Regions from separate parts of the Mus musculus genome. Here all the other regions are linked to region 3. A link is a contact called in public HiChIP or PLAC-seq, Micro-C and promoter capture Hi-C data. All regions are on one chromosome and are shown on one strand. Each heading gives the region's core, a stretch centred on a gene start, on an enhancer-like site or on the middle of the called end of the contact. The rest is flanking DNA. Distances are from core to core; before and after follow the strand shown.

Evidence for each region. Promoter capture Hi-C pulls out the DNA fragments that hold promoters and counts their contacts. Hi-C and Micro-C count contacts between places; a contact is called where the count stands out from the background. HiChIP or PLAC-seq counts read pairs in DNA pulled down with a chosen protein or histone mark.
Region 1: a contact with region 3 is called in a Micro-C map of embryonic stem cells, with 5 times the contacts expected there. The contact joins the promoter of Exo1 here to the promoter of Sdccag8 in region 3. A contact is called at or near these places in 7 of 39 promoter capture datasets (the HPC-7 cell line, cranial neural crest, epiblast stem cells and 4 more), 2 of 484 Hi-C or Micro-C datasets (CD4 T cells and embryonic stem cells) and 7 of 115 datasets of contacts at active chromatin or transcription factors (the NIH/3T3 cell line, acute myeloid leukemia, astrocytes and 4 more).
Region 2: a contact with region 3 is called in an H3K4me3 HiChIP or PLAC-seq map of the 230-238 cell line, with 7 times the contacts expected there. The contact joins the enhancer-like site here to the promoter of Sdccag8 in region 3. A contact is called at or near these places in 10 of 39 promoter capture datasets (the 3T3-L1 cell line, the C10 cell line, cranial neural crest and 6 more), 11 of 115 datasets of contacts at active chromatin or transcription factors (the 230-238 cell line, T-cell acute lymphoblastic leukemia, astrocytes and 8 more) and 1 of 9 other capture datasets (adipose tissue).
Region 4: a FOXA1 HiChIP or PLAC-seq map of pancreatic cancer cells shows a contact between it and region 3. The contact joins the enhancer-like site here to the promoter of Sdccag8 in region 3. A contact is called at or near these places in 3 of 39 promoter capture datasets (the C10 cell line, frontonasal cranial neural crest and hippocampal neurons) and 3 of 115 datasets of contacts at active chromatin or transcription factors (bone marrow-derived macrophages, microglia and pancreatic cancer cells).
Region 5: a promoter capture Hi-C map of hippocampal neurons shows a contact between it and region 3, with 6 times the contacts expected there. The contact joins the enhancer-like site here to the promoter of Sdccag8 in region 3. A contact is called at or near these places in 13 of 39 promoter capture datasets (the 3T3-L1 cell line, 3T3-L1-derived adipocytes, the C10 cell line and 8 more), 2 of 484 Hi-C or Micro-C datasets (bone marrow-derived macrophages and muscle stem cells), 19 of 115 datasets of contacts at active chromatin or transcription factors (the 230-238 cell line, the NIH/3T3 cell line, astrocytes and 14 more) and 5 of 9 other capture datasets (adipose tissue, bone marrow-derived macrophages, embryonic stem cells and 2 more).
Region 6: an H3K4me3 HiChIP or PLAC-seq map of bone marrow-derived macrophages shows a contact between it and region 3, with 4 times the contacts expected there. The contact joins the enhancer-like site here to the promoter of Sdccag8 in region 3. A contact is called at or near these places in 4 of 39 promoter capture datasets (cranial neural crest, embryonic stem cells, hippocampal neurons and 1 more) and 5 of 115 datasets of contacts at active chromatin or transcription factors (astrocytes, bone marrow-derived macrophages, embryonic stem cells and 2 more).
Region 7: a contact with region 3 is called in a FOXA1 HiChIP or PLAC-seq map of pancreatic cancer cells. The contact joins the promoter of 1700016C15Rik here to the promoter of Sdccag8 in region 3. A contact is called at or near these places in 11 of 39 promoter capture datasets (the 3T3-L1 cell line, the C10 cell line, the HPC-7 cell line and 7 more), 9 of 115 datasets of contacts at active chromatin or transcription factors (bone marrow-derived macrophages, embryonic basal ganglia, embryonic stem cells and 4 more) and 4 of 9 other capture datasets (adipose tissue, embryonic stem cells, liver and 1 more).

The regions. Positions count from the first base shown.
Region 1 is chr1:175,879,436-175,882,135 of GRCm38.p6, reverse strand. Exo1 (exonuclease 1) reads right to left here and starts at 1,358. Exons shown (of 15, transcript NM_012012.4): 1 at 1,280-1,358; 2 at 936-1,004. Gm36360 (a long non-coding RNA gene) reads left to right here and starts at 1,381. Exons shown (of 3, transcript XR_373723.2): 1 at 1,381-1,464.
Region 2 is chr1:177,679,967-177,682,768 of GRCm38.p6, reverse strand. No RefSeq gene overlaps it. Among named protein-coding and RNA genes, the nearest start is that of 2310043L19Rik, 38 kb to the right of the region's middle. Within about 2 kb of position 1,363, at least 45 of the 459 cell types and tissues checked have an H3K27ac peak or open chromatin away from gene starts, as enhancers often do. A contact at or near this core is called in the 230-238 cell line and bone marrow-derived macrophages, where this site is marked.
Region 3 is chr1:176,813,323-176,816,178 of GRCm38.p6, reverse strand. Sdccag8 (serologically defined colon cancer antigen 8) reads right to left here and starts at 1,519. Exons shown (of 18, transcript NM_029756.3): 1 at 1,124-1,519. The coding sequence starts at 1,190. It also overlaps a transcript of Cep170 not described here.
Region 4 is chr1:177,503,127-177,505,826 of GRCm38.p6, reverse strand. No RefSeq gene overlaps it. Among named protein-coding and RNA genes, the nearest start is that of Gm29856, 48 kb to the right of the region's middle. Within about 2 kb of position 1,301, at least 7 of the 459 cell types and tissues checked have an H3K27ac peak or open chromatin away from gene starts, as enhancers often do. A contact at or near this core is called in pancreatic cancer cells, where this site is marked.
Region 5 is chr1:177,701,640-177,704,422 of GRCm38.p6, reverse strand. No RefSeq gene overlaps it. Among named protein-coding and RNA genes, the nearest start is that of 1700016C15Rik, 27 kb to the left of the region's middle. Within about 2 kb of position 1,407, at least 193 of the 459 cell types and tissues checked have an H3K27ac peak or open chromatin away from gene starts, as enhancers often do. A contact at or near this core is called in the 230-238 cell line, the NIH/3T3 cell line, adipose tissue and 12 more, where this site is marked.
Region 6 is chr1:177,755,757-177,758,456 of GRCm38.p6, reverse strand. No RefSeq gene overlaps it. Among named protein-coding and RNA genes, the nearest start is that of Gm30115, 27 kb to the right of the region's middle. Within about 2 kb of position 1,271, at least 9 of the 459 cell types and tissues checked have an H3K27ac peak or open chromatin away from gene starts, as enhancers often do.
Region 7 is chr1:177,728,471-177,731,298 of GRCm38.p6, reverse strand. 1700016C15Rik (RIKEN cDNA 1700016C15 gene) reads right to left here and starts at 1,485. Exons shown (of 6, transcript NM_027077.2): 1 at 1,338-1,485. It overlaps Gm30115 (a long non-coding RNA gene), which reads left to right and starts at 1,224. Exons shown (of 5, transcript XR_373742.2): 1 at 1,224-1,636.

The DNA.
Region 1 (2,700 bases), core at 109-2,608, 930 kb after region 3:
ATTAGGGAGTGTGTGCATGTAATGAGTGTGTGGGTACATCCATGCAGAGCCCAGAGCAAGGCATTGGGTGTCTTCCTCTATTGCTACCTGTCTATCACCTTGAGGCAGGGTGTTACGGAACCAACTAGGCCCAATGAGGTCTTGGGATCTGCCACCTCTGCCTCCCAATCTCTGCAGTTACCAGCAGGCTCAGGCACAGGGGGTTTTAATGGGGAGGGGGCTGGGGGGAGGATTCTAACTTAGGTCCTCATGGTTGCAAGAGCAAAGGCTATTACCCTCTGCAACTATTCTTTCTGTGTATGATGCATGCGTGATGGAGTTTGAATCGGAGGATGTGAAAGGCAGTCCACCTTGTTTGTTTGAGCTGCGTCCACCAGGCTAGTTAGGTCTTAGGCTGAGCTCTCTGGGATTTTCCACTCTTACCTTCCCCTCTCTCAGCAGTGAGGTCACAGGGACAGGCACCTGATTCAACAGACCTAAGATCATGTTCTTAAAGACTATGGGATAAGCCAGAGGTGCCCTGTTGACACCACAGGAAAGTGGCCATGCCCTTAGCTAGCAGCCCTGACACTTGAGAGATTCATTTACCTTTAAGGTCATGCCCATTAACTATGAATCCCTAAAGGGGGGCATGAACCCGTAATTTTAAACATCAGCCAATTTGGGTGCAGGTGGGTCTGTGTAAAACGAGTCCACTACGTTTAAAAGACAACGTCTCTAAAACATGATTTCGTGCATGCTGGGGGGGGGGGGGGTTGGGGTGGGGGAGGGACATAATTACATTTCGTGAAATTTCCTTAAGTTTCTTTCTTCTAGGCCAACTAAATCTCGAATAAATATTTCCTCTTTAGTATAGAAGTGACTGAGTGCCATGTGGCGCATCAACACCAGAAGGTCGCCGGTGGTACCCGAGGTAACAGCAGCAGCGGCTTCACCTTAGTCCCGTCTCCCGAACGAACAGGCATAGCACACAAGTCCATTCCAGGCGCCGTGGCTCCTCAAACCTGCACAGGAGAGAGCATATACAAAGGGAATTCATCGCTAGGTACGAGTGTTGGTAAGGACACACGTCAGCCCGCCTCTGCGGAAAGCGGGAGACCCGGAGGCCGAGGCAGTCGCCTGCAGGCGCTCCACGCTCCCGCTCACTTCCCGGAGATCCGGGTTTCGCGCCGAGGGGCAGAAGGCACGTGGATCAGAGTCATGGGGACCCCACTTTCCTCCACACGGCCCGCTGCTCCAGTGACCGCCCGGCCGCCCGCATAGGGGCTCGCTCGCTCACCTGGGGTTCAGAACGGCGGCGAGCGGCTGCTGCAAGCGCAGCCATGGACCTTTCGATTTGCGCGGGATCGGGAAGCCCCGCCCAGCGGACATGACGTCCCTGGGCGTCCTGAGCCGCAGCCTCCACCTCCCGCTTTCTATGACCCGACTTTCCTCTTAGCCGAGTCCTGAGCCCTTCCTTGCAAGGTAGGAAGTCCGCCGCCAATGGCCAATGCCATCTCGAACTCGGCGACGCTAGAAGCGAAAAGTCGGCTTGTTTGTGAGAGAAGTGGGGTGGTGGTAAGGGAGGGGGCAAGAGAAACTCTAGGCCCGGAAGTTGCGCTCTCGCCGGTGCTGCTGGGAGTTGTAGTTCTCCCTTGACCAAGCCACTGGATCCAGGTACATGCGTGCTAAAGAACTCCCAACTTGGAGTCAAACATATTTTGTTATTTTAAACCCGGAAAAGGAGCCCAGTTCATAGTTGCTTAATTCCAGGCCAACACCACAGTCTTTCGTCTCCGAAACATCCTCACCTCTATGCAAATTGAAGTTTTGTACAAAGCTTTCATGTTGCTATAGTTTGATTATAGTCTGCGCTTACCCACTTTATTCATTATATGGCTTTATCCCTGATACGAGTTGGGAAAATGTTATCCTTATAACTAAGAAACAAAATGGCCCAATGGTTCAAGTTATTAAACCCTGTATATTGTTGGTTGTATTGGGTCACATTTCCTAGTGTTATCAAGGAAAGAAAACCCCTCTAGTTTCTCTTCTTAATGGACTTTTAAAAACTTACTAATTTTAGAAGTCACACAGCCGGACTGTACATAATTTAGTCTCTTACTGTCTTTGCCCCAGCAGACTCCTCTGACTGAAGCTATCTAAGTGTGAAATTGAAAGACTCCGAGAGGAGCCCCTCGCTCAGGCCTCAGGACAATAGCGGACACCCAAGAACTCATGAGAGACCAAGCTTGATGCAAACCACATGAGGCTTTATTCGGGGAAAGCTAGAGCTCTGGGGACGACTCACATCCCACGCAGGAGTAGAGGAGTCGACCCTGAGGGGAAAGGGGTCTCAGTTTTTATAGGCCCTGGGGGGAAGGAGAAGGGGGGAGTAGGGGATTTCCAGATCTAAACAATGTCTATTCTCAAGAAATGGGTATGGGAGGGGTACAAGGAAAGAGTCTGGTGCAGGTGTAGCAACTCCGGATTGGCTGGGCTGTGGTTGCTGGGGAGATTTTCTGACTCTCCCAGCAACCAATATCACAAACACCTGGCAGTGAGGTGCAGCAGTGGGCACACACATGGGTTCAAGGAATGGTCAAAACATTGGCAGACACACAGGTTCAAGGAGTGGCCAGAGCATTGTGCACCTCTATTTTTTCTAAATCAGTGAAGCTAGTTCTGCTAACAGTGACATCAATCTTGCCAATTTCAGGG
Region 2 (2,802 bases), core at 114-2,613, 870 kb before region 3:
CTACTGTAAGGCAGGACTGGGTGCCTCAAACACCAGACATTTTTCACAGTTCCAGAGGGTGGGAAGTCCAAGGTCAAGGCACTGGGCGATCCAGTGCCTGGTGAAGATCTTGCCTGGGTTTTTAAAGGTGGCTGGTTAATAATTATGGACCCACATGGTGTGCGTGTGCATGTGTGTGTGTGTGTGTGCACGTGCGTGTGTGTTTAATCTTCCCTCTCCCCATCCTCATTTGTTTTTGAAGACAGTATCTGCTTGTGTAGCTCAGGCTAGCCTTAAACTCCCTTTATAGCTCAGACTGCCTTGGAACTTACTGTGTAGCTCAGTCTAACTTGAAACACACAATACTTACACCTCGGCTTCTCAAATTCCTGCTAGAATCACAGGCATGAGCTGCCATGGATTCAACATTTGTGTTTCTTATAAAAGAATATTAACTCCATTCGAGAGGGTGCCCCCTTTCATGGCCTGCTCTAACCTTAAAATCTCCCCAAAGTTCCTCATGTGACATATTTTCACTTGGAGGACCAGGGCTTCAGTGTGAACGTGGGATGCAGGAGAGTTGCCCAGGTCCCCTTCACAGCAGATGGTACAGGTAGCAAAGTTTGAAGATGGAAACAAACAAACAAACAAACAAACAAACAAACAAACAAACGATGGGAAGAGTCGGGGGGAGATTAGAACCTGAGACCTTTCTCCACTGTCTAGGGTATGTCAAACTCCAATGTGTAAGGCCTTGGACCACAGCATCTTTTTAAAATCCTCACAGCATCTAGGAGATAGAGCACTACAGTCAAAAACATGCTCAGGTCTTGTTAGCAGCTGGGCTGTCTCTAGTCCAGCGCTACTGTCTGTGCTTTCCCCAGCCTGGCAATGGCTTTTAAGGAATCTGTACGCAGGCGGGCATAGGGTGGAATGCTGAATCCCACTCCCTCAGTCGCTGCCTACTAAAAGGTTGTTGAATGAGTACTTGAAGGGATAAGAATTTGTGCGTTCATCTAATGCTCTCTTTAAAATTAACTATCCAGAGGGGCTAGGAATTAGGTTGGTTGTGGAGGGCTCCTCTAGCAACACAGAATAGAAGAGAAACTTCCAACCCCTGTCTTAAGTGAGCATGTGGCCCAGATTGAATTATTAGGTGTAGGGCTCCCCCTATTCCTCCAGACATCAGGAATCCCAGAGGCAGTGTGGGCATCTTCACCAGCTCAAAGGGACTTCGAGCCTCCCCATAGCGGGCGTGGTCTGCTGCAAGTGGGCGTGGCCCGTCTTTGGGAGGAGCCTGAAGAGTTCCCTCTCTGGGAGGTGTGGAGTGACTGCGGGTTTGGAGAAGTCCCACTTTCTCGAGGGAGGAAGCATTGGACTGTCCCGAGGGCCTTTCAGTTAGAGGAACCTGAGACTACAGTGGGCTCTCCTTAGTGAAGTCATTAGCTAAAACTGTGTGCAGGCCATGCTTCCCGGATGATCAGGATGCCTCTTGGGTGTGGAAACCTGGCCACTCTGCGCTGCGACTTCTCCTTTTTCAGGCAGAGCTCAGTTCACCCTCACAGAGGGATCTGGGTGAAAATTTCTACGGGGTTGGAAGTCGCAGTGTACGCAATACACTAGAGACTCCGCTCATCCTCTCCTTCTCCCCCCCCCCCCCCCCCAACCTGGTAGTGATGGAGACGGTTTTAGGTTGTATGTGTGCAAGGGTGGAGGTGGATGAGCACATGACTATCTTCCTGGTGCTTGCTTTTATGCCTGGAAACTGAGGCCAGGAAGTGACTTTTTTAAATACATGCTCCATTTCGAAGAGTCTTAGGGGCTGGAGGGCTGGGACCTGGAGTTTTGTTTTTACAATATAAAGGCTTCAAGCCCTTGCTGCACCTGTTTCTGAGTTATACCGGTTTTTTGTTTACCTTTTAATTTAACTATATGTTTATGTATACAGATCTCTTAATGTTGTTGATTACAGAAAAACTTTGTGTTATGATTGTTTTAAACTCCTTTAATGCTTATACAGATTTTCCTTTCTCATGTAGGGGTTTGGCATCCATGCATTATTTTTAATGTTTTTCTTCTTTTTAAAAATATTTACCAGGGACTGGAGAGATGGCTCAGCAGTTAAGATCACTGACTGCTCTTCCAGAGGTCCTGAGTTCAATTCCCAGCAACCTCATGGTGGCTCACAACCCTCTTTTTTGTCCTCTTCTGGTGTGTCTTCAGCTATAGTTTACTCATATACATAAAATACATCTTTAAAGAATTACTAGGTTGGAAAGTAAGAGCAGCAGAGTGCTTGCTCCTCACTTGGGGGTACCCAAGTTCAATCTGCAATGTCACCATAACAGAAGGTCTAGACATGTATGTATGTATGTATGTATTGCATGGTGCACAGGCCAGCAGACAACCCTTGGAGTCTATTCTTTTCTTCCACATGGAGTTTCCAGGGAAGCAGCTGATGATATCAGGCTTGGTAGCAGGCATGGTTAGCTGTGGAATCATCTCACTAGCCCAAAGTCTTCTTCTTTACATTCAAACTTAAACTATTTTTGCTTCGAAAATTCTAAGTTAACGGACACCCATTTTAAACACTTGGTCAGCAGGTCTAATATGTATTTAAGTGTGTGTGTGTGTGTGTGTGTGTGTGTGTGTGTGTGTGTGTGTGTGCGTGTGATGAGATGTTTAAATGCTATGCTGACCCTAATTCCATTCCCTTTCCCAGAGTCAACTGTTGTTAGGAATTGATATATGAATAGTTATTCTCTGAATTGTGGCATGTCTGTGAACACATGTACATGTATGTAGCAGTTTTATGATTGCTAT
Region 3 (2,856 bases), core at 270-2,769:
TATAAATGATTCAAATATTTTATCTGTTGGCCATAGCATATGGGGTTATGAAAATGCAGAATAGGAAAAAGTACATCATAACCCGTGGAATAAAGTCTTTAGTGAAATCTTTCTAAGTCCCACATTAACTTGCCCATCTCTCCTTCCTTCTTTTCCACACACCAGACAAGCATTCTAATACTAAGCCACATTCCCAGCCCCTAGCACACATTTCTTGCTACAGATTTCTTAACTTCTGAAAATAAATCAGTCTTATGTTCATTATTCTTTTGGTTAACTTGTTCTCCATAATAATCATGTTGTAGTTGACACCACGAATTCACTATAACAAAGTCTCAAGTTTCCGGAGATTTCACATGTGGTCAAAAGAACAGAGCTAGCTAGCTATGAGTATGGAGAGCACTTTGCCAGATAATTATTCTTCTGGTTCTTTGCTCAGAAAACTTGAATTAACTAAGCTAGGCTTCGATTATAGTAATTATTACTTGATTAATAAGAAAGGCATAGGCTTTGAAGGTGGATAGGCCTGAATTCTGTACATGCCTTTGCCGCTACCAACCAGCTGTGTGAGTTTTGGCTTTGGTTTCCTGACCAGTAAAATGGAGTCATTAGTGAGATAAAGTTTTAAATACTTTGCTATATGAAAATAATGTAGATCAGTAGATATTGTATTATTTCAAATAACTATTAGTGTTTTCTTTCTGGACTTATACGTCAGATTTGCTATACTACACCAGAATTTGCATGTGTAAGAAATATAAATAAGGAATTTATTGAATTAAACAGCAACAGTATGGCAACAGGGTAAAAGTGGCATGGAGCTGCCCATGAGTTTGTGCTGGCACTGGTTGATAAGACACTTAAATCAAGATGTAGGTTCCTTGTTGGGTCAGGTAACCAACCACAAGGATAAGGATAATGCTGCTTAATCCTAAAAACAAAACTAAAAGATTTCATCCATAAGGTCAGAGCAACATCGGTCGTCTTCCTCCACAGCCTGGCTAGTGCTCAAGGAAAGTCTCTGGAAAAAACAAAACAAAACAAAAACAAAAAAACAAAAAACAACCCACTATTGCCCGTGGTACCTAAGAGCTACTAGGCACTGAGATTCGGAGCAACTCACCCCGGAGACTCCGTTGGTATTGCCCCAGACTGTCCTCCAGGGTAGAGTTCCCTGGGGACTTCGCCATGGGGTCAGAGATGGGAGTTATGCGGGAAAGTATCCAGTGCACCCCTCCGAGGACAGGCCTAGCGCTGGGGATGAGGGGATGCCTGCCTGCTTCCTGTCGCTGCTGTCACTAGGGAACCAGGAACCCCGGACCGAGCTCCTAGGGGCTCTTCCTACCCCCTGGCCCTCATGGTGAACGTCGGGAATTGTAGTTCTCAGGCTTAAAGCCTGCAGCCTCGAGAGTCCTATGAGCCTTCCAGCTATACTACGCTTCCCAGAGGGCTATGCGCTCGGAGCGCCACTCCGACAGTTTAGCGGCCTGAGGCTGTTGCCAAGAGACGGGTTGGCGCGCCGCGCCCTTTCCCTTTTGCATCGCTTGGATTAGTCCCGCTGTCCTGCCATCCTCAGCCAGCTGGATAGACTCGCTGACAGAACCGGCCCGGTGAAGGACTTAAGACTCTTCAAAACGGGCCGGTGTGGAGTTGATCCCTGAGCCCTCGCAAGCATTCACTGCAAACTCGGTTTTAGTTAGGAGTTCTGTCAAAACTGTTTTTCTCTAGAAAATGAAGTGTAAATCTTCCAAACAGCCAAACTGTGAAAGTGACGGACACTGCAACTCCTAGCCTGCTCAGAGCCCCGCCCTCCGCGTGGAGTTGGCGCGCTGCCCGCTGGGAATCGTAGTCCTGGTTGGTTGCGGTCCCACTCCAGCCAAGCGGCTCTTTATTGTTCAAGACTGTCTTGAGGGCACGCCTGCGCAGTGGGCAGCTGCGAGAGCGTGTGGGTGAGACCCTCTGCAAAGCCCCCTTTCATTGTCTGGGTCTGGCGCCTGCGCAGTGAGGCATCGCTGGGCCCTGGCTGGAGGAGGGAGAGGACCTGGCTCGCTGCCCTTTGCGAGGCGCCTGCGCACTGAGCTGCCGTTCGCTGCCGTTCCCGCTATGTGTGGGGCGTGTGTGGAATAACGTTATTGCCCAGCGGAACCGAGGGGCCCCCAGCTCCACGGCGGCGGCGACGACGACGACGACAACGGCGAGGGGGTGGGGGGAGGACAGCGTGGCAGAGACAGACGGGACGCGCCGCGCCCCGCCTCCCGGTCCGGTCCCTCTCTGCGGTGAGGGGTAAGTGATGCGCTCGGGGTCGGCATGGCCCGGGATTCTGCACATCCATAGCTCCGGCGGCCGGGGCCGGGGCCTGGGCGCGGCCCGCGGCGGGATGGAGTGCGGGCCTGGAGGGCGAGGGGCGCCACCGGGACGCCCCGCGCGGCCGCCGCCCTCCCGTCCCCTCCCTCCCCTCCCCCATGGGCTGCGGCCGGCTGCACAGGGCCGGCTTCCCTTCAGTGCGCCCGGTCCTCTTCTGTTCACTCCCGCTTTGTGTAGCCGCCGCCTGAGCTGCCTGGGAACGCTGCGGGCGGAGCGTCTAAGGAATGGCTGCGCTGCCGCTGGGCAAGGGAGTTTTCCAGGGCGCCCATCCCTTTTGTAGGGTTGGTTTCGGGGTGTGAGGAGGGTGGCGGCGGTGAGGAGGGGGTGACGGACGACTAGCCTTCAGATGGCGTTGGGAGGGCGTGGAAGACGTGCTGTCACGCAGGCTGCCGGGCGACAGCACACCACGTAGCCTCCAGCTCGGTAGTAAACCCACGGGAGGAGCGAGTGGCTTCCTGTGGGCTTCATTGTCCCAAGATTCAGTTGTTGGGT
Region 4 (2,700 bases), core at 52-2,551, 690 kb before region 3:
GGCTCCCCATGGGTCACTGGTCTGCCGTATCTTCTAGCAAGGTCTCTTCTTGCCCATCAGCTCACTGAACGTACTGGCATCAATAGACTGGTTAGTACAAACCAGTTCATTTACTGAACAAAAGATCTCCTCTGTTAAAAAGTAACAGATGAGCATTCTTCCACCATCGGTATCTGACAAGCTCAGAAAGAAGTTTGAAAACCATTATCTACTTCTCTAAACAACGTCTTACATTTTCTGACCTCCAAACGACAATGTTTAAGAAATCCACAATGAAGCGGGCATACAGTTTGGCAGGCTCAAATGTTACAAGAACACATATGGAATGTATTTTATAGAAACATAAATAATGTACATAAAGAAAAATAAAGGGAGGGATGAAGGTTCAATGAAAAAAAGACGACAAAACAGAAGTATGAAGAAGACAGAAGAGGATGTATTGGTTACTTGTGGCTGCTGTAACGAGTTGCCCGCTGGGTTAATGGCTTAAAGCTGCAGGAATATATAGAATAAGAATTCTTAGGCTGAGATCGGAATGTCAGCAGCTGTCCATATTCTCCAAAGGACTAGAGGACTCTGCCCAGGCTGCGCACTGACTTGTAGTGTCCTCCAGCTTGCCTTGGCAATCCACTGCACCATCCTCTGCCCTCCGTATTAGATCTCCCTCTGACTCCTTTTATAAGGCTGTGTGTGATTACAGTTGGGGTCTGCCAGGATAATCCCATGTTCTTAATGTAATCATATTTTCAAAGTCTCTTTTCCCACATATGTAATCAACATGCGTTTCAGGGATTAAGACTGATGCTTCCATGAACCTTAGTCAGTCTACTGTAGGGGCGGAGACTGTCATAACAGCTACAGAGGACACATTTAGACACAGACATGAGGATCAAAGAAGAGCTAGGCCTGTGTCTTAGGGGTAGAAAAATTAATTAATTAATTATTAATTTAAAAACTCAAGTTAGTTCTAAGTGCTTCCAATTTCTCCAGGAGGGAGAACTGCTTTCACATTTAAAATGGCTGGCCACATTCCATTCACTGATAATTAATGACAAAGCTGAGTGAGTAGTTACTGAGTGTGTGTGTGTGTGTGTGTGTGTGTGTGTGTGTGTGTGTGTGTGTGTGTTGCTTAGCACAAATCAGTATGTCAGGTTCTCAAAGAAATGGCAAAACAAGTAAACTCACTTATGGCATGTTCCTTTGTTCTTCAGGACAAGTCTTCACATCACAGCCTCTAAGAGTGGACACTGTCACTGTGAGCTTCCCCCCTCCCCACCCCCCTACCCCCACTGCTGCAAATCCACACCTCTTTCTCTTTAGTCACCAGGTTACCCAGTGCCGGCCATGACCCTTGGCACACAGGAAACACTTAGTTGGTATTTGTTAAATGAATAATCATAGGCAATGCTTTCCAGGACTTCATGTGTCTGGCACTTTGCGGGGAGCTTTACGTTTACCAAACCTCTTAGGGGAATGGGGAGGAGGGGAAACAGAAAGAGAAGAGAAAATGAAAATAAGAGAAGTACAGGAAGACAGTATGGGATGAACAACTGTCTGCTTTTTTATGTAAAGGGGATAACAGAATAAAAGAAAGATGAAAACGTTGGAACCCTGATGCTTACTCAATACAAAGGTTTTGAATGAATTATGAAATGGGCATAGGGTGTGAGTAATGTCAGGTCACTTCAAGCATGGTGCAGATTTTGAAATTAGGTTTCCCTATATCTGTCATGCTGGTATATGAACAGAACAGGGTACAAAACAAGGACACTCATGCCACAAGCTGCTGTAGATTTAATATGGGTTGGCACAGTGCTCTGTAACTTAAAATTTTTTCAAACTCCTATTTTTAATGATGGTTCTTAAATGCTTTTACCTCCATTTTAGTCCACCACCCACCAGAGGGTGGGAAAGAAAGGCTATGGGGGAAGTGGACCTGTTTAGAAAGGTTCTTGGGAGCAACTCCAGTCTGTGTTGTCTGGAAATCAGCAGTTCACAGGTCAGCAGCAGTAGCTCGATCCAATCACAAACATTTCACGGACACACCAGCAGTCCAGCAGTGGTGACACTACCTAGTAGAGACAGCCAGGCCTCAGCCTCAGCATGGGCAGGAGGAGGAATCAGAAGGAACTTCAGGAGAAGTTCTGGGTTGTGCCTCTCTCAGCTAAGAGAAGATCAGCGAAGACTTGAGACCCACAAGCATTGCACAGCTAGCTGTACTAGTGAACCAAGCTCTGCCTCCATCACTGTCCATCGAGTCCCATTTATACCCTCCAAACATCAATTGTCTTCTCAGCACGTCTGTCTCAGCTGACATCACTCTGCCAATTAGCCTGAGTCAACAGAAGTGGCAAGAAACTGCAGCGCACCACCAGAAGTATTTTGGTGTGCTTCTCTCTATGGAGTCCTGACAAATGCAGCTTAAGTACACAGTGTAAGGCAGACCAATACATACCTGTTGTTAGCAAAGAATCCTTTATCACATGTCCTTTCGCATGCTTGGTTTAGCAGAACATTCTTTCATCAGCTCTTTGCCCCAGCAAAACACCATCCAACCGACTTTCCAAAGAACCCTTAAGTTTCCACCTCAATGCTCCACAGAGAAATGTGACGATCTCACGCTCCCATTGTGGAAGCAGAGCACACCAGTTGAGAAATCACAGAGAAATCACAGAGAACGTGACAAAGCAGAGAGAACAG
Region 5 (2,783 bases), core at 158-2,657, 890 kb before region 3:
GCCATTGCCACTATTCAGTCCTAAGCTGTCCCTGCCCTCTCCTGTTCCTGCCAGAGAACAGACCCAGTCAAACACCTCTCCCTTTACCCCACTGCTTCCTGTTTCTTGAATCTGTCACAAGAAATTTCTTAGTGATAATTGTTTCCAAGCTTGCTCTCTCACCGACTCATAGGAATCCTGGTGTTTTGTTTTGTTTTGTTTTTTTCTATCTGAACACTCCCCTGGGTTATGATTGGGTACTCTGGGTGAGAACCCCAGGAGAAAGAGAGGGTGCATTGCTACTGAGGCTCTGAGAGGCAGAGAAAGCAGCATCCTATGGAGACAGGATGTGCAGGACCCAGAGGAAAAGATCAGAAATGTATACAGTCCAGAAGGCTGGAAAATGTGCAGCTGCCCTGCAAGTCTGCAGGGATCAAACCCCAGTCTGAAGGAAGGGCCTGGTTTAAAAAGACCCACCTATGTGTCAAAGTAGGGTTTTACACCTGTCTCCTGGAGATCTTCTATCTGCATGCTGTACTGTGCTTTTACTGGGTATTATCCAAGAAGGCTTGGAAATCTATAGCATGAATACAGTGTGTTTTTCATTTGGAATCTTATAGATGTATTACACATATTGCTCCTTAGCCCTGTAGAGTGTGCCAGCGGTCATATTCTTCCACCTTTAAGGGGGTTCTGGGGACTGAACTTAGTCAGGCTTGTGCCACAAGCACCTTCACCTGCTGAGTCATCTATCCATCTTTGAAAACTTTCTTAAGAAAGTGTTAGTCATTAGGAAGGAAGCAGAACTAATGGTAAACTTTCCATGACTCAGTGACTCAGGGAAAACTGCTCAGCGTACTCCATTTTTGGAAGGAGAGAGAAACAAATTATGTAATATTACAACAATGAATACTTAAATCCTGTTCTCTAGCGGCTGCTGGCAGAAGTGACTGGGGACTCAGAGGAAGGCCAAAGCCATCCTCATAGAGGTTTCTATTTTCCCTATTCATTTGCTCCTTGGAGTATTGTGAATCCCAGGGCCATTAGGGGAAAACCTGTGCAGACCAGCAGGGCAGGCTCTGACAATCCCAAGACAATCTCTCTCTCTCTCTCTCTCTCTCTCTCTCTCTCTCTCTCTCTCTCTCTCTCTCTCTCTCTCTCCTCTCTCTCGTCCCTGTGTCAAATGCATCCCTTTGTCTCCGAGTCATCTTTCCTTACAGAGCTACTGACTCTCAAGTCTGTTGTAGACTGTTGTAGCCACAGATTCGATGGCTGGATGAGAGACAGGGATGCCTCCTGCTCGTCCTGGAAATTTCATTACTGACTTGTCTGGCTCCCAAGGGAGGGCTTTCAAGCAAGCTTGGGCTGGTCCAGAGTTTCTGAATTTGAGGCTGGTTGCCTCTAGGTGGCAGCAATGTCCCATTTTCTGCCGCCACTGCTGCTCGGATTCGTTTCTCTCCCACCCTGTTAATTTGAGAAACTAGTGCTCAAGGGACTCTTCCAAGAGATCTTTCTTCTGTGCCCAGGCAGACTCGAGGCTTCTTGTGGTTTGCTGCCCGAGTGGAGACCCACATTTTTCGGAGTCAGCAAAGGGTGGGAAGACAGGCTAGTTGGAAAGAGAAGAGATGGAGCGACTTAGGGAAGAACGGAAGCAAGTGAGGTGGTGGCGAGGAAGGAGCCCCTGCAGGCATCAGTCGCTGACATGGCCTTTGTAGAGGGGCCACTGCGGGTGGGAGCTGCAACGCCTCGCAGAAGCTCCTGGGCTCCCCTTGGTTCATTGCCCAGGGTATAAAACCACAGAGGGAAGCAAGGAGAACTTTACTCTCAATCATGACCTGACGCCAGGCTGCCACACAGGGGCTACTGTGGCTCATTGCAGTTCTTAGATGGCTTCAGGGACAGAGCATAGAACTCTGTGTGACCCTGTGAAAGCCCCCTTCTCACAGGATCCCTTGGAACTTGGAGAGGATTTAGTAAAGTCTTATCCTCCATGCAAGATGTCAGACTAAGGGGGGAACAGGGTCGGTTGGGCTGTCGTCTGCCCCTGCATGCTGAAGATGTGGTAGCCATCTTCCTTAGCATTTTGGGAAGTTTCACTATCAAACGAACTCAAGACCTTAGTAAAACTGGGCTTGCCTAACACTTGTCACTTTAAGATTAGGAAATAGCTTTCTTATTACTTGCAACAATTACTTATTCACCCTGCCCCTTTTTCCTATTTCTAAGAGTAATGTCTCAATGTGTAGGCTAAGATGAGCAGCCGGTCCCCTGTCTCCATCCCTAAGCTGGGGTATTCAGTCCTGTCTCATGTCACACCCCTGTATACTGTATATCATATGCCCTCATGATTCCGATGCTGCCCACATAAGGATGTCCCCTCCAAAGCTCATGTCTAAATTTGGGTCCCTGTGTGACAGGCCTGAGGTGGTGATGTCATCAGTGGTTAGGGAACAGGAGGCATGTATATGTCTATGTTGTTGCTTGCAGCAGCCATGGTGTTCTTTTTCACACAGAGCCTCACTGTAGAGCCTTGACTGACTTGAAGCTTTCTGTGTATACCAGGCGGGCCTTGAATTTACAGTCATCTCCTGCTTCTGCCTCCTGAGGGCTGGGATTTGAGGAGTGAGCCACCACGTCCTGCCGCCAGGCCTCCGGAGTTCTTTTCAGAGCTCTGCACACAGGTGAGGCAGTACTATTGATTTCGCTGTAAAAAAGATTTCATGCAGAGCAGATATGTCTCCGAGCTGGGGTTTATAAGAGGAGGAAAGTATATGGCCCACTGGAATGTGAGTGTCTCAAGAGGG
Region 6 (2,700 bases), core at 22-2,521, 940 kb before region 3:
CCTGTTTATATCTCCCTTGTTTATATATCTCCCTTGTTTTTATATCTCCCCCACTAATAGTAATCCTCTCTCGAATAATAATCCCCCCTCTAACCCGGGCCTCTCACTCTTATATACTCTCAGTTCCCATCCACGCACAGCAGGCCACGCCACCTCACCAGGCACGCAGCTTCAGCTAATCAGGGCAGCAGGGGCAAATCTCCACCAAATTGGATTCACCTGTATCCTGGTACACCTGCGCAGCACTCAAGATGTTTGTGTCTTATATGAGGAAGTCAGGTGCAAGTCATATGACTTAGCTGCAGTCCCTGGCGCCTTTAGGACTGCCGCCACACCCGCTCCCCACAGGCAATAATGGGAGGTACAATTATTTAACAAGGCATGGGACATACAAAAGACAAATTAAAAGTGGTGGAAATTGTTGGCAATCTGTAAGGATTAAATACAAGTAAAAGGCAAAGAATGGCAAAAGCCATTGAAAAACAGTCAAACTTCATTGAGTGAGGAACTTAATTTTAACCAAAAGAAACAAGTCGGGGTTGAGGATATAGCTCAAGTGGTGGACTGCTTGCATGAAGTGCTCAAGGCCCTGGGACTGTATGAAGGGGGATCGTGATCTCAATATCTCATTACCCAAACATGTGCTGATGTTATTTCTTCTTGCTTTCCCGAAAGGTTTATGTGGGTCGTTACTAATGTTTGTGTGCCTTGGAGTAAAAACTGATTCACCTTTGTGGGGTCTGGCTCAGAACTCGCAGATTCTACATCTGAAGCTGGCCTTGCAGAGCTTACAGAGACTGGAATCTGTGGTGGTGTGGGTAGTCAGTGCTGTGCTTTCAGGCTGTAAACCTGTCCTGTCTTTTTTTTTTTTTTTTTTTTCTTTTTTTTGGTTCCGAAGGAGTACTGAGAATAATACTTAGCATCTGGAAGAATTCCATATTGGTGCTTTGACCCATGAGCCGAGGGCTAGCTGGAGGGAGAGACCACCTGGAAGTCATTAGAACTGCTTCTGCCTAAGGAAATAGTAAACCCAAAGCATAAGTATCCTTGGGGGACTGAAGGTGGTGGTTCTTATGCTAAGATCCTGTTTCCCAGTTGGTTCTTGATTTGTCAGTAAAGAAAGCTGGGGGCCTAATTGCTGAGTCGAAGGTACAGGCGGGAGTTACGGGGTCCCAGGAGGAAAAGGGAGATGCAAGGAAGGTAGAGGAGTTTCTGCCATGCTTTGGAGGAAGAACACAGCAACCATGTGAGGACTAGTGGGGAGCTGGGTCCTGTGGCCACTACTATAGGTGGGTGGCCAAGGATGCTTGATTAGGGGCTAGGTGGGACTAGCCACTAAAGTTTAGGGCAGATGGAAGAGATGGAGATAATAAATTGGTAAGGGTAAGCTTTTGCAGGCAGGAGATATCAGCACCCAGTAATTGTGCCAAGAAGGCAAGTTATAAAGGAAAAACTATGTCTGTCTTTTACCTGCAGATTCAAGAAAGCTGGGAGGGAGCTGGTAGTGCGGCCACCTACCAGAGCAAAAGGCAGCATCTTTAAAACTACGTTCAGTAGTGGGTTGGGGGTACCACATTAAATTACAAGAGTAGTGGTTCCTTGCACTTCTCCCTATGGGTAAAAGATGTGGGTTTTTGGAGTCAGCAGATTGTCACAAGCGTAACCTGTGACTACCCTAGTTGTATCTGGGTGTGCCATATGTGATCCATTGCTTAAGCAAATCCATACATTCCTTCCTAGATGGCATGCAGCTTCTGAGTGACCTCCCCCCGCCCCATCCCTATTTTTAAAGGCTTTTAGAATTGGTTCCTGCATGCACTTTCACTGTCCTTCCACAGGAATGTCTTGACACAAACCCTGTGTCGTCATCTGTCTTGAATATTGATCATTGGCCCTTTATGCTGGTGGAAGTGTGCTTGTTCATCCTACTAATCAAGAAGTAGCAACCACTTGTGGTTCAGTGAGATGGCATTTGTATGCCAGTAATTAATCCAACCAAACTTCAGGGGCCATCTGTCTCAGTGAAATGTTCTGTAGTACAGTGGGAGAGAGTATTAAGATAGCCTTTGGGCTAGTGAGATGGCTGAATGGCAAGGGTTTAGGGGGCAATTCTGATGCTAAGATCCTGCTTCCCAACTGGTTCTTGATCTATCAGTAAAGAAAGCCATGGGCCAATTGCTGGGCAGAAAGTACAGGCGGGACTTCCGGGCCCCTGGGGGAAAAGGGAAACACAAGGAAGGTGAATGAAGTTTACCATGTGTTGGAGAGAGGAGAACCAGACAATCATGTGAGATCTCAAGACAGAGTGGCCACATAGGGTGCTTTTACAGGTAGGTGGTCAGGGGAGTTGAGCAACTGAAGTTTAGGACAGCTGATCGGACTGAGATAAGGAATTGATAAGGGCACGATTTTCCAGGCGGGAGATAGTGGTGCCAAGCAATTGTGCCAAGAAGGCAAGTTGTAATTGAAAATTGTGTGTGTGTGTGTGTGTGTTCTAAGAAGTGTGTGTGATTTAAGGAAAGCTGGGAGGGGGCTGGTAGTGCGGTCATGCCCAGGAGCTAAAGGCAGAGCATATAAAACTACACGCTAGACAAGAGCTCTTGTACAAGCCTGATGACTTGAGTTCAATCCTTGGAACCATGTAAAGGTGGAAGGTGAGAACTGACTCCACAAAGTTGTCCTCTGACCTTGATATATGTG
Region 7 (2,828 bases), core at 236-2,735, 920 kb before region 3:
CTGGGGACCAAGCATTCAAACACTGAGAGCCTATGGAAGCCATTCTCATTCAGACCACCACAGTGAGCCAAAATACAATTCTTATAAGTTGATTATCTCAGACTTTGTTATAGTAATGGATAGCTGACTTGGACATCATAAAACATTTTTTTTTAAACTGAAAACATAATATGCTCAGAAAAATAATGCTATAATAGAAAAGGCATCCATAATTTATATATCTAAAGCGGCATTATTTATTTTCTAGAAAATAATCTTTGGTTTTGTTTTTTTTTAATGTTGTGAGATAATTTCTACATTGCCACAGTTATTGTAATTCTTAATCTTAATATTTAATAGTTATTAATATTATAGAATATTAATATATTAATAGTTACCATATATTAATAGTTAATCTTAATGTTTAGTGTTCCCAACACCTTCTAACACCTGAAACCCTTTGGTGACTGATTACATCCAAACCATAGCAATCAGCTGTGTAGGGTTATCAGCTGTGTGTAGATAGTACCTGTTGACTTTCTAGATACATTTTGTAAAGCCCTTTCTCCTTGGAAGAGCTGTGTCTGTATTCAGGACATTCAGGGTAACATAGTCACATGACAACATAGAGACAGCATAGGGGTGTTAGACCTGCTTAGCCCCGTGGCTGCAGGGTTGCTCTGCAGCTGGGTATACCAAACTTTTATAAAATACTGAGAAAAAAAATATTCAAAACATCCCAAGTAGACCACTGTTCACATTCTAAAATAATTTTTAGGGGCAGAGACATAGCTTAACGGTTTCAAGAGCTTGCTGTTTTTTCAGAGGACGAAGTTCAGTTCCCAGTACTCAGGCAGCTAAAACTTCCTGAACCTCCAACTCCAGGGGATTTGCTAGCTTTCATGGCAGGAAGCATGGCAGCAGGTCTCATGTACACATACCCGCACGCAGATATATACACATACCTAACACCTGAGTCGAGTTGGGGGGAAGAATTCCTAGCTTTGCAAAGAATTCCAACCATAAAGTTGTAAGTTGTAAGCACCTATTCAAAATGTGCCAGGTAGTGATGGCTTGTGCCTTTAATCTCAGCACTTAGGAAGCAGATATCTGAATCCGAGGCCAGCCTTGTCTATGGAGTGAGTTCTAGGACACCCAGGATAACACAGAGGAAATCCTGTTTTGAAAATCCAAACCAAACCAAACCAATTAACCAACCTACCAATCAACCATCCAACCCACCAACCAACTAACCAACCAAGCAAACAAACAAAAAGCAAAAGCAATCCTCTCATTTAGCCATGTAGCCACGGAGTGAGAGGAGAGAGGCCCAGGCAGTAAGAGCCTTGCTGCATTACCGGCTTGGCTTGGGCAGCAGTGGGCAGGGGCCTCCTTCTTCAAAGAAGTTTTCCTCTGAGGGCAGCAAGAAATTGAGCCACCTCTGTGTGGGGCATGCTGTGAAAAGTACAAGGCAGAGCTGTGAGACCTGATCCCTTTACATCACTCAAAGGGGATTATGATGCACGGTGGAGTGGAAAGTTGTGCTAAGCAGTGCTGTTCAGGCTTAGAGAAAGCCTGTTTTGAACGTCTCTAACAGAAAGCATAGCTGCGCATAGAACGTAAGGGCAGAAATTGGTGTCAGGGAGAAACCATACAGGTAAGTGACCCAGACTATCAACCACTAAACTTGTTTTTCTACAAACATTGCTTCAAGGGGAACGTAAGGTCAGGGATCTGGTGTTGCATGTGTCCTTTGCAAGTTGGAACTGAGAAGGGCTGTCACAGGGACAAAGGAATCCAGCACTGCCTGGTCTAAAATGACACTAGTCTATGGAAGGCCGCTGCTACTAAAGCCATTGAAAGAGGTTTTTAATTGTTCAGGAATATGATTCAAACCAAGCCACCAACCATCACTGTTGCACAACTACACAGAGAAGCGAGTCTCAGCCAGGAAAGAGAATGGCTGTAGAATGGTTGTTCAGATACCATAGCAAAACTAAGCCCAAAACAAACACTGGCATTGTCTACAAGAGGCTGGCCTGGAAACAGGGCAGGGCTCGATCAAACAAAGTTTGCAAGTAGGAAGAGAAATATTCATCTGCAGCTCCTGATGGCATGGACAGGAAGCCTGGGCCAAGGCTGTTTTTTTTTTTTTTTTTTTTTTTTTTTTCCTTTCAGTCTGGGTCCCACCCTGTAGAATGATGTCACTCACAACCAGGGTGGTTTTCACACTTCCGTTAAGCCCCTCTAGAAACACCCCCTCAACATGCCCAGGGATGTGTCTCCTAGGAGATTGAAGTTGACAGTGAAGATTAGCCATCAGGACAGTTATGACTTTTCTTCTTCAGATTTTCAAGTTTGGAAGTATAATCCTTAAATAACTCTCTCCAGTGTCTGCTGGGGAGTCATGAGCTGGGGACAGCATCTCTTCATTATCTTTCCTTCCTTCTGTGATGATTAAAGAGACTTCTCTCATTTGCATAGACTCTCTAAACATTCCCTTAAGCTGACAGGATGGCTCAGTGGACAAAGACACTTGCCACCAAGCCGGAAGACCAGAGTTCAATTCCTGGGACCCACGTTAATTTTAAAAAGTGAGAACTGACTCCTGTAAGTTGTCCTCTGACTTCCACATGTGTGCTGCATGCTGCTTCCCCCCCCCCAAGTAAACAGGGGTGGGTTGTTTTAAAAATAACACCTGTTTCCAGAATTCAGGTAATATAGAAAAACAAAGAATATTTAAAGTAATATAATCTTCAACCCAGAGAGACTAGTATGCATATCTAATTAATCACTAATTAAATTATGGCTACTACTGGGGCAGTGTGTAGTGTCTTGGTGCCTAGCTG